Linked DNA regions of Gossypium hirsutum: region 1 is linked to region 2. A link is a contact called in public Hi-C data. All regions are on one chromosome and are shown on one strand. The core of a region is the stretch at or near the end of the contact, and the rest is flanking DNA. Distances in the headings are between cores, read along the strand shown.

Region 1 (4,647 bases), core at 1,202-3,701, 140 kb before region 2:
TTTTCTCACTATTTTGCTACAATTTCACTATTATGTTACTATCATTTTATTGTTATTATTTAGACTTTGTATAATTCTTGTTTTATTGTTAATTTTTTTAATATTTTAGAGGCATTTGTTTGTTAAGTTGCATCTATCTTAGTGTTGTTTAAGTATACATATTTTTTTAATTTATTTTCAAGTTGTTGGGAAACATTTATTTTAATGTTGTTTAGTATTTTTGATGTATTATATTTTTGAAAAAAATTATATAAAAAATTTATTACGGGTCAGGCCCTGGTTTTAGAGTTTTTATTCGACAGGACTTGAGTAAAATTTTAAGCTTATTTTTTGGGCCGAGCCTAGCAAACGGCCTAAGATTTTGGTTGGGACCGGCCCCTGGATACCTCTATTCCCTTATTAACACCCTGTTTAATATCTGTACTACAATAAAATATTTGATTGACTTAGTATCATGAGTTAACTCAATAATAATAATAATAAAATATTTATAAAATGAAAGCATATACAAATAATTAAGTCTTTTATCAATTTTTTTCTTTTAAAAACTAATTATATATTTTTAACCAAAACTTTTTAACCTATCAAATTTATTTAAAATTTTAAAAAAATAAATTATTTAAAAAAAAAGTAGACGTATCTTTTTAATTAAAATTTTAAACCACCAAAATAACTCTTATATTTGATATTAATGATTTTTTAAAAAAAGTTCTCCAGATGGTGACTCTGCTAATTTCTAATATGTACTAAATTTATATACTAACATCATATATGTATGAATATGTTGTATATTTAAAGAATAATGTAAACCGAGTTTATGTTGATGAACAAAATTATAGATATATCCTTTTATAATATTAAATTAAATAATTATAGGATTAAATCAGTATTTAGAGTTTGAATTTGATGAATGTGAAAGTAATTGTGAAATTTAATATCACATAATTATATCATACTATTAAATTAAAAAATGATAAATGAAATAAAATGACATGAAGCACTGTTTTTAATATAATAAAACAATTCCCTACTCCTTAATTACAAGTGCTATGATGATTGTTTAGTTTATCTTCTAATTATATAATCTATTAATGAAAATCAGTCATTTTATCCAACAACAATTCTTTACCCCTACCTCCATTCCATTGTGATCCCAAGCCACCGTCACAGAATACATTGGAGTAGACAATAATCACCGAATGTTTCGCCAAATTTGAGATCTGCCCCCTATTGTTTTGTTCTTGTTTGTGATTTTCAACCTATATTATTATCCCAATTATACTGTCTATAAAGAGTATAATTCTTTGAAAAAAATAAAAGAAAAGAAAGACTATAATTTATATTTTGTGAAGTGCAGGAAAACCTCACAATGAATGGAACCAAGAACCTCTTTTGGGGTTATTCGTGATTTTCCAAGCATCAAAGGAAATTAAAAATATTGTTTTTGTAATTCAAATTTGCTAATTTTCCCTTTCACTTTTCCTTCAAAACAAACAGAAAAATTTTTGCATTATATAACCGCTAAGCACATGAATGATAGCTGTCAGAGTCTCAAACTTTACCTTGTCTCACATTCGGCTTTCCTTTCAGAATGAATTTCTAAACAAAGAAAAAGAAATTAAATCAAATATATAGGGGGAAAAGGCAATTTCTCCATTTCTGTGCAGTCCTCTTTACAGGGAAGGACTACAAAAAAAAAAGAAAAAAAAAGAAAACCCTAAAAATTTCTTCAGTTTTCTTCCTTTTAACCTTTCTATATATATTTACACAAGCGGAAACGACGGCGTTTTAAATGTCCTTTCTATTCCTCCTAGAAATCGAGAAAACAACAGTCGTCGGAGAAAGAACGAAGCAGATCTTGAAGGTCACGTGACTCAACCCCAAGTCTCAAGGCTTCCATTACCCGTTCGAAAACTAGCACGTGACAGGGAATACGAAGCACCCCTTTTTGCTCATACCCATACTCCTGAGCCGACTTATTAAGCAACCCAACGAAAACCGGGTGGTTCAGCAACTCGGCGTTCACAACGAATCGTTCCATTTCCTCCCCCACATACACCGGCACATGGCCTTGGGGAACCGACCGCCGTCCCGGCTTTTTCACCGAGGAGACAGCGATGAGGAATGATTCGGCTGAACGCGTGGGGGTGGCGCGTTCTCTGTTGGAGGTGTCGGAACGGAGGAGCCTGTATTGGGAGGAAGAATCGGCAACGCGGGAGAAACGGCGGATGAGTTGTTTCATTTGGCGTTTTATGAAAAAGAAAAGAAAAGAAAAGAAGTGGAATCTTCGAGTGTGAAGGTGAAGCAATTAGTTAGTACCAATCGTGGTTGTGGAGTCCTCGTCGCTGTTTAGTTTTGGTTGAAGAAGAGAAGAGACGAGAGGGAGAGAGTAGGGAGGAAGGAGAGTGAGGGGCGCAATATATAAAGAGGAGGAAAGAGAGAATTAAACAAAGGATAGTGATGACATGCTGATGAGAGAGAAAGAAGGGTACAACTAGGAGTACTTGCCAGGTACTATTACTCTCATTATTTTATTTTACTTTCTTTCATTTTTTATTTGAATTTACTTTTTATCTTATATTAAATTTATACATTTTTTAGTTTGATTATAGAAACTACGATGGTGATCTACTATGAATGTTTGCCTTTTGAAAAATGTTTTTCATCTTTTTATAATAATAAAAGTTTTAACCAATAATATTAAATTAATCCTAAAACATAAGAAAGAAAATTATTAACGACTAATTTATGTAAAAGAAATTTGATATGAATGCCAAAATTTCACTTATAATTTAAAATTTTGATACATTCTCAACTTAAAATCTCATCGTATAATTATTTTTTTAAAAATTATTACTTTGCATATATAACACCCATACTTCAGCACCTAGTGCAATAGCGAGCACCAGTTTAACTTGGGGAGGCAGTGATTTAGTGGCAGTAAGTGGCAAAGTTGCTTTGTTACCTATTCCATTAGGAACCGCAGATTTTTTGGTCCATCACATTCATGCATTTACGATTCATATGACGGTATTGACACTCCTGAAAGGTGTTCTATTTGCTCTCAGCTTGCATTTGGTACTGGATAAAGTAAATCTCGATTTTCGTTTCCCTTGTGATGGGCTTGGAATAGGGGGGACATGTCAAGTAACCGTTTGGGATCATGTCTTTTTAGGACTATTCTGGATGTACAATTCAATTTCAGTAGTAATATTCCATTTCAGTTGGAAAATGCAGTCAGATGTTTGGGGTACTATAAGTGATCAAGGGGTGGTAACTCATATCACAGGAGGAAATTTTGGGCAGAGTTCTATTTCTATTAATGGATGGCTACGATATTTCTTATGGGCACAAGCATCCCAAGTAATTTAGTCTTATGGTTCTTCATTATCTGCATATGGCCTTCTTTACTTAGGTGCTCATTTTGTATGGGTTTTTAGTTTAATGTTTCTATTCAGCGGATGTGGTTATTGGCAAGAACATATTGAATCCATCGTTTGGCCTCATAATAAATTAAAAGTTGCTCCTGCTACTCAGTCTAGAGCCTTGAGCATTGTACAAGGACGTGCTGTAAGGGTAACCCATTACCTTCTGGGTGGAATTGCCATAACATGGGCATTCTTCTTAACAAGAATTATTATAGTAGGATAATATCTAGGAGGATTTGAAAGGCATTATGGCATTAAGATTTCCAAGGTTTAGCCAATGATTAGCTCAGGACCCCATTAATCGTCGTATTTGGTTTGGTATTAATATCGCGCATGACTTCGAGAGTCATGATGATATTATTGAGGAATGTATTTATTAGAATATTTTTGTTTCTCACTTCGGGCAATTAGCAATAATTTTTCTGTGGACTTCCGAAAATCTGTTTCATGTACCTTGGCAGGGAAATTTTGAGGCATGGATATAGGATCCTTTACATGTAAAGTCGATTGCTCATGCAATTTGGGATTCTTATTTTGGTCAACCAGTGGCGGAAACTTTTACTAGAAGGGGCACTCCTGGTCCAATGAATATCGCTTACTCTTGTGTTTATCAATGATGGTATACAATCGGGTTACGTATTAATGAAGATCTTTATACTGGAGCCTTTTTTTCTATTATTTCTTTCTGCTCTATCCTTAATAGCAGGTTGGTTACACCTACAACCAAAATGGAAACTGAGCGGTTTGTGGTTCAAAAACGCCGAATCTCGTCTTAATCATCATTTGTCAGGACTATTCGAAGTAAGTTCCTTGGCTTGGACATAGCATTTAGTCTATGTCGCTACTCCTAGATCTTGGGGGGGATATGTTTGATGGAATAATTTCTTAGATGTATCACCGCATCCCCAAGGGTTAGGCCTATTTTTTTTAGGTCAATGGAATCTTTATGTTCAAAACCCCAATTCAGGTAGTCATTTATTTAGTACCTCCCAAGGATCAAGAACTACCATTCTAACTGTTTAGGCCAATTTTGGACCCAATACAACAAAACATTAACCCAACCTCAACGCATTTACTACTCTAACCCATCAACCTTAACCCATCAAACCCAAATACAATATCAGCCCAACCTTAACCCAATTATCTAACCCATACCCACTAACCTAAACTTAAGCCCAAACCCCTAGCAAAACACCTAACCCTAATCAGCAACCAAACC
Region 2 (4,972 bases), core at 176-2,675:
AAATAATATATTTGAAAAAATAAAATGTCTATTATAAACATGATATTGTAAAGTAAAAATTATGTATTTAAATTATATTTAATTTTATTAATATTATTACGAAACATATGAACTTAAATGATAATAAAATATTAAAATAATTTATTAAGTAATTATTTTTTGATATATGGAATGCATGGAATATATAAATTAGTTAGTATTATGAAATAATTAAGATTAAATTATGAAAAAAATTATAATTATTCAAATGTAAAGTGTTCTCATTTTCATGTGGTATTATATTATTACCACAATGCTAAATTATTATTTTAATATTAAAAAATATTCAATTTAGATTATAGTAAAAATATAATAAATTAATTTATAGTAACTCATTTAATATTGTGTTTCAACATGACGATGTAGTGATTTAGAATTATTATATAACTGGTATATACTTTATTAAGATAGGTTATAATTAATTTTTATTACGGTCTGATGAATTTATGTCATACGGATTATTGCGAAAATCTATTAGTAAATAGAAGAATTTGTCAAAATAATCAAACTCTTTGGGAGGAGACTTAGACACGCGCGAGTTCATTCCAACAACGGTAAGGATCACTTCTACAATGTCTAATGACCATGGGTGTCAGCGGTGTGGTGCTCCTAGTGAGATTATGGTGAATGCACTTAGGGATTGCCCAATGTCTCGAGAGACTTTGCAACTTGGAGATATTAATAATGATTTGTTCTTGTGTAATGTTTCCAAGTGCATTGATTGGATGGAGTGAACTTTGTGCATCATGGATCATGAAGCTTTTACGAGTTTCTTGATCTACGGTAACTTTGGAATGTGCGCAATGCGGAACTGATACTTGGCCTAGAACATCAAGGGGCTGGCAATCTGAATGTCGTATCCATAATTTGAGCAGACACCGTCTCTTGCCTCATAGACCGTGACTTGTTGGATGGAGAGTGCAAGAGGAATCAGCATTAAACATAAAATTTCACCAACTCACTCAGTTACATGTTTTCAACATTCTCATATAATGCAAATCTCATCTTCAATTTGTTTTTCTAACGCGGTAGTGAAAATGTGGTTAACAACTCCCAATCACCCCACCGACCACGAAAGGAAAAAAATCCAATGCGAAGGAATAAACTATAGGACAAAGTTGTAGGGCAAGTCTTGATAGTTCAGTGATCAGAAAAATATAGTTAATTGAGTCGGGGAAACCGTACTATGCCCCATCACGGACAGAATTGTTGAGTAATTATTAATTTGGAAAACAAAGGCAACAATTCGTTGTTTAAAAATGGCCCACAAATGTGTAAATGTTGACGTAGAAATGGTATCATTAATTAGGGGAAGTGTGGTCAGTCTTGGATAAAGTTAGGAAGAAGGTGGTGCCCTCCACTTGGGGTTATGGAGGCTGTGAAAGACTGCTCAGCAATCAGCATGCTTTTCTGGATTTTCTCACAGATATGGTTAGCAGTTCTATGACTATAAGCGTTGAAGTCAAAATGAATTCAATTCCACCACCCCCCCCCTTTTAATTGGCATATTGAATTATTTGGCCCTTTAACTTTACAAATTTTCATTTTAGTCCTCTATTTTATTTTTCTCTCTTTTAACTCTTTAACTTGCATTATTTATTAAATTATCTCAAAATGAATAGAAAAGTTAACGCTTGTTAGCTTTGCTGACGTAGCATTCATGTGTATGCTACTAAGCAATTAATTATTTTTTAAAATTTTTAAAAAATATTTTTGATATTTTTATAATTTTTAATAATATTAATGATTTTTAATTTTTTTAAAATTATAATTTATTTTTTAATTTAAAAAATTAATTAATTGCTGATGTGGCATACATATAGATGCCACATTAGCAAAATTAACAAACATTAATTTTTTTTCAATTCATTTTAGAGTGATTTGATAAATAACGCTAATTTAAAGGATAAAAAATACAAAAAAATTAAATAAAGTATTAAAATAATTTTTTTTTCTAAAGCTAGAGTGCCAAATAACTTTTAATTTTTATTTCGGTATTAAATATTTGGGATATGGAAATTTGAATGCTTCACAGGTTTTCATTAAAAAAAAGCGAAAAATTATATTTTATGCCTTCAAATATTTTCAGTATAGTTCTTATAAAATCTACAGTTGATAAGACTTTTAATTATTCAACATGTATCATTAACTTAATTTTCTCTACTTTTTTCAATCAATTAAATGAATATATTTATCTTAATTATTTTATTAATATTTTTCACTCTATGTCTGGTCATAATGGAGAAAAAACACACACTATTACAATGTTTAATACACGTTAGGCATTACTTTTTTTCTTTTTTAATTAAATGCATATATATATATTTTTACAATGATGTTTACAAATTAATTTATTTATGGGTAGATAAATATTCCGCCAATAGATTGCAACATGGATATCATATACATACTTCATTTAGATTATAAATTTTTTTATCTGGTTACTAAGATAATATGTTAAAGGGAAAAAGTTAGTGTACTAACTTAAGCAATAAATAGCCCATTATTTGTTAGGTGAATTGAAAAGAATGTAATAGTTATATATTACTTTCTTTGGTTAGAGTATTAAACAAGTAAGACATTGGTATTATCTTGGAAATGTCATTTTTCCCCAGATAAGACAAAAAACCAATAAATCATTTTTTGGTCCAATTAGATCACTTGGGAGTTTCTCGCATTTGACACGTTCAAATCCCCAAACAAGTGTAAGGAAAAAAATCATATCTCGTATTACAAATCAAATAATATTCATGTTGACAGTGTGCCTACCCAATTAGAAAAGGAAGAGGAAATTGAGCTATGATGCTTTCAGCTAGAGAGAATGAGAATTTTGGAACCAATATTTAAGTGGGAAGTCAAGAAATTTCACACAGATTATAAATTCATAATTTATATTTTCTTAAAAAAATTATAAGAGTGGAACCACAATGATATAAATTTAGATAGTGTCTATATATATGTGATAAAATTTAAATTAAAAAAATATTGATTGAAAATTCACATATAATTTACACAAAATAGATTAAAAATAGCCATAGTTATAAAAATATAAATGCATGATAAACCCAAATCAAAATTGGTTAATTTTTTTAAAACTGAATTTGAAAATTTTAAATAGATTAGCCATAGTTATAAAAATATAAATGCATGATGAACTTAAATCAAAATTGGTTATTTTTTTTAAATGCATAATAAACTTAAACTAAAATTGACTGACCTAAAAGACAACCAAATGAAGCAAGAAAAAAGAAAAGAAAGAAAAAGTTTTTAATATATTTTTTCTAACTACCTCATTACACATGAAAATGAAGGAAATAAAATGCCTTCTATATATATAAGAAACACGGAGGTTTTTAATAGTTTTGCCTCACATTAAATTATTTCGTTAATATATATTTATATTTTTATTAAAATATTAATAAAAAAATATATATTTTAATTAACACATTGTTACAGGTCAATTTTAGCCCAGACCAAATCAACCCAAAACAAACCCAATACCCATTAGCCCATTGCATTCTAACCCCAAATACCCATCTAAATTAACCCAACAACCCAATACAATCCAAACCTAATTCAGAAGTCCAACTACCCAAATCCAAAATTTTTTTAAAAAAACTTAGTCCACAACCTAAACTTTTCTCAACTAAACCCTAACTCTAGCCTCCCCACTTGCCTCTGCCACCACCTGCCCACTGCAGCATTGGCCACCAACTCGGGTTACCTCTACCTCCACCGCCTCTGCACCTGCAACCATTAAAAGCCGAATGAAAAGACGATTGAAATGGGTTTTTTTTTACATTAATAGAAAAAGATAAATAGTTTCAAAATACAACAACAAATATTCATAAATCATGATTCAAACATCACAAAGATCAAGAGAATATCATCCAAACAACAAAAAAAACGATCCAAAATCAGAAATCAAAAAATCAAGAGGCAAATACCCAAGGTGATTTTGGTTTTCTTTTCTTTTTTTTTTTTATTTTTTATCTATTGATTTGTATGCATATTTACATTATAAATATATAAAAAACATAATACAAAAAAAATTTTACCTTTTTCACGGTGGCCGGCGCCGGCGACAGTCCGATGACCAGATGGTGACCGACCATACGGCCGGAAATCTCCCCTCTCCCCCTCCCCTCGCTCTTTTTTTTTCTTTTTGGTGCTGCAAATGAATTTTTTTAAAAAAATTGGCTTTTTTATAGCCTCCCAAAACAACGTCGTTTTGGGGGCTGCCCTTTAACCCCAAAACGACGTCTTTTTGATGCGACCCGGTCTGACCCGACCCATACCCGCTTAGGATCCGTGTGTTTTTGACGGAAGGGCTAATTCCACTTTTAGCCCTTCCGCTTTTTTATAGCTTTATAATTCAATTTTCGTACTTTTAATTTTGCCTAGAAATTTTGTTTTTGTTTCATTTTGGTCCCTCTGCTGCTGTGAGTTTTAGGCTGAATGGTTTATTGCCCGATCTAGTCCCTCTTTTTGTTTGCATGTGCAATTTAGTCCTTTCCCCTTTATTTCCTTTTAAATTTGCCCCAAAACTTTGTTATTAGTTCAATTTTAGTCCTTTCTTATTTATTTTTGTTTCTTTATTAAATATTATTATTTCTAATATTATTAATATTATCAATATTATTATTATTTTATATATGTTAGTGTATGTTTTCATTATACATGCATACGTATATATATTTATATATGGTATTATTTTTAGTTACTTTAATTTCATATTGTTATTATTAGTATTATAATATTATATTCATTATTAATATTAGTATATATTTTATTATATATGTATATATATACTTTTTATATAGTATTATCGTTTCTATTATTATATTTATTATTTTCACTATTATTATTTTTTTATCATTATTATACGTATATACATATAGATGTTTTTAAGTACTTATTATAAATAGATTAA

What was found. A called contact is a pair of places that touch in the nucleus more often than the background predicts.
Region 1: a contact with region 2 is called in a Hi-C map of leaf, with 2.1 times the contacts expected there. The contact joins the promoter of LOC121212455 here to the enhancer-like site in region 2. A contact is called at or near these places in 4 of 34 Hi-C or Micro-C datasets (anther and leaf).

The regions. Positions count from the first base shown.
Region 1 is chrA13:88,062,678-88,067,324 of Gossypium_hirsutum_v2.1, reverse strand. LOC121212455 (auxin-responsive protein SAUR71) reads right to left here and starts at 2,451. Exons shown (of 1, transcript XM_041085168.1): 1 at 1,549-2,451. The coding sequence starts at 2,242. The coding sequence ends at 1,811.
Region 2 is chrA13:87,922,979-87,927,950 of Gossypium_hirsutum_v2.1, reverse strand. No RefSeq gene overlaps it. Among protein-coding and RNA genes, the nearest start is that of LOC121212431, 52 kb to the right of the region's middle. Within about 2 kb of position 1,425, at least 2 of the 9 cell types and tissues checked have an H3K27ac peak or open chromatin away from gene starts, as enhancers often do. A contact at or near this core is called in leaf, where this site is marked.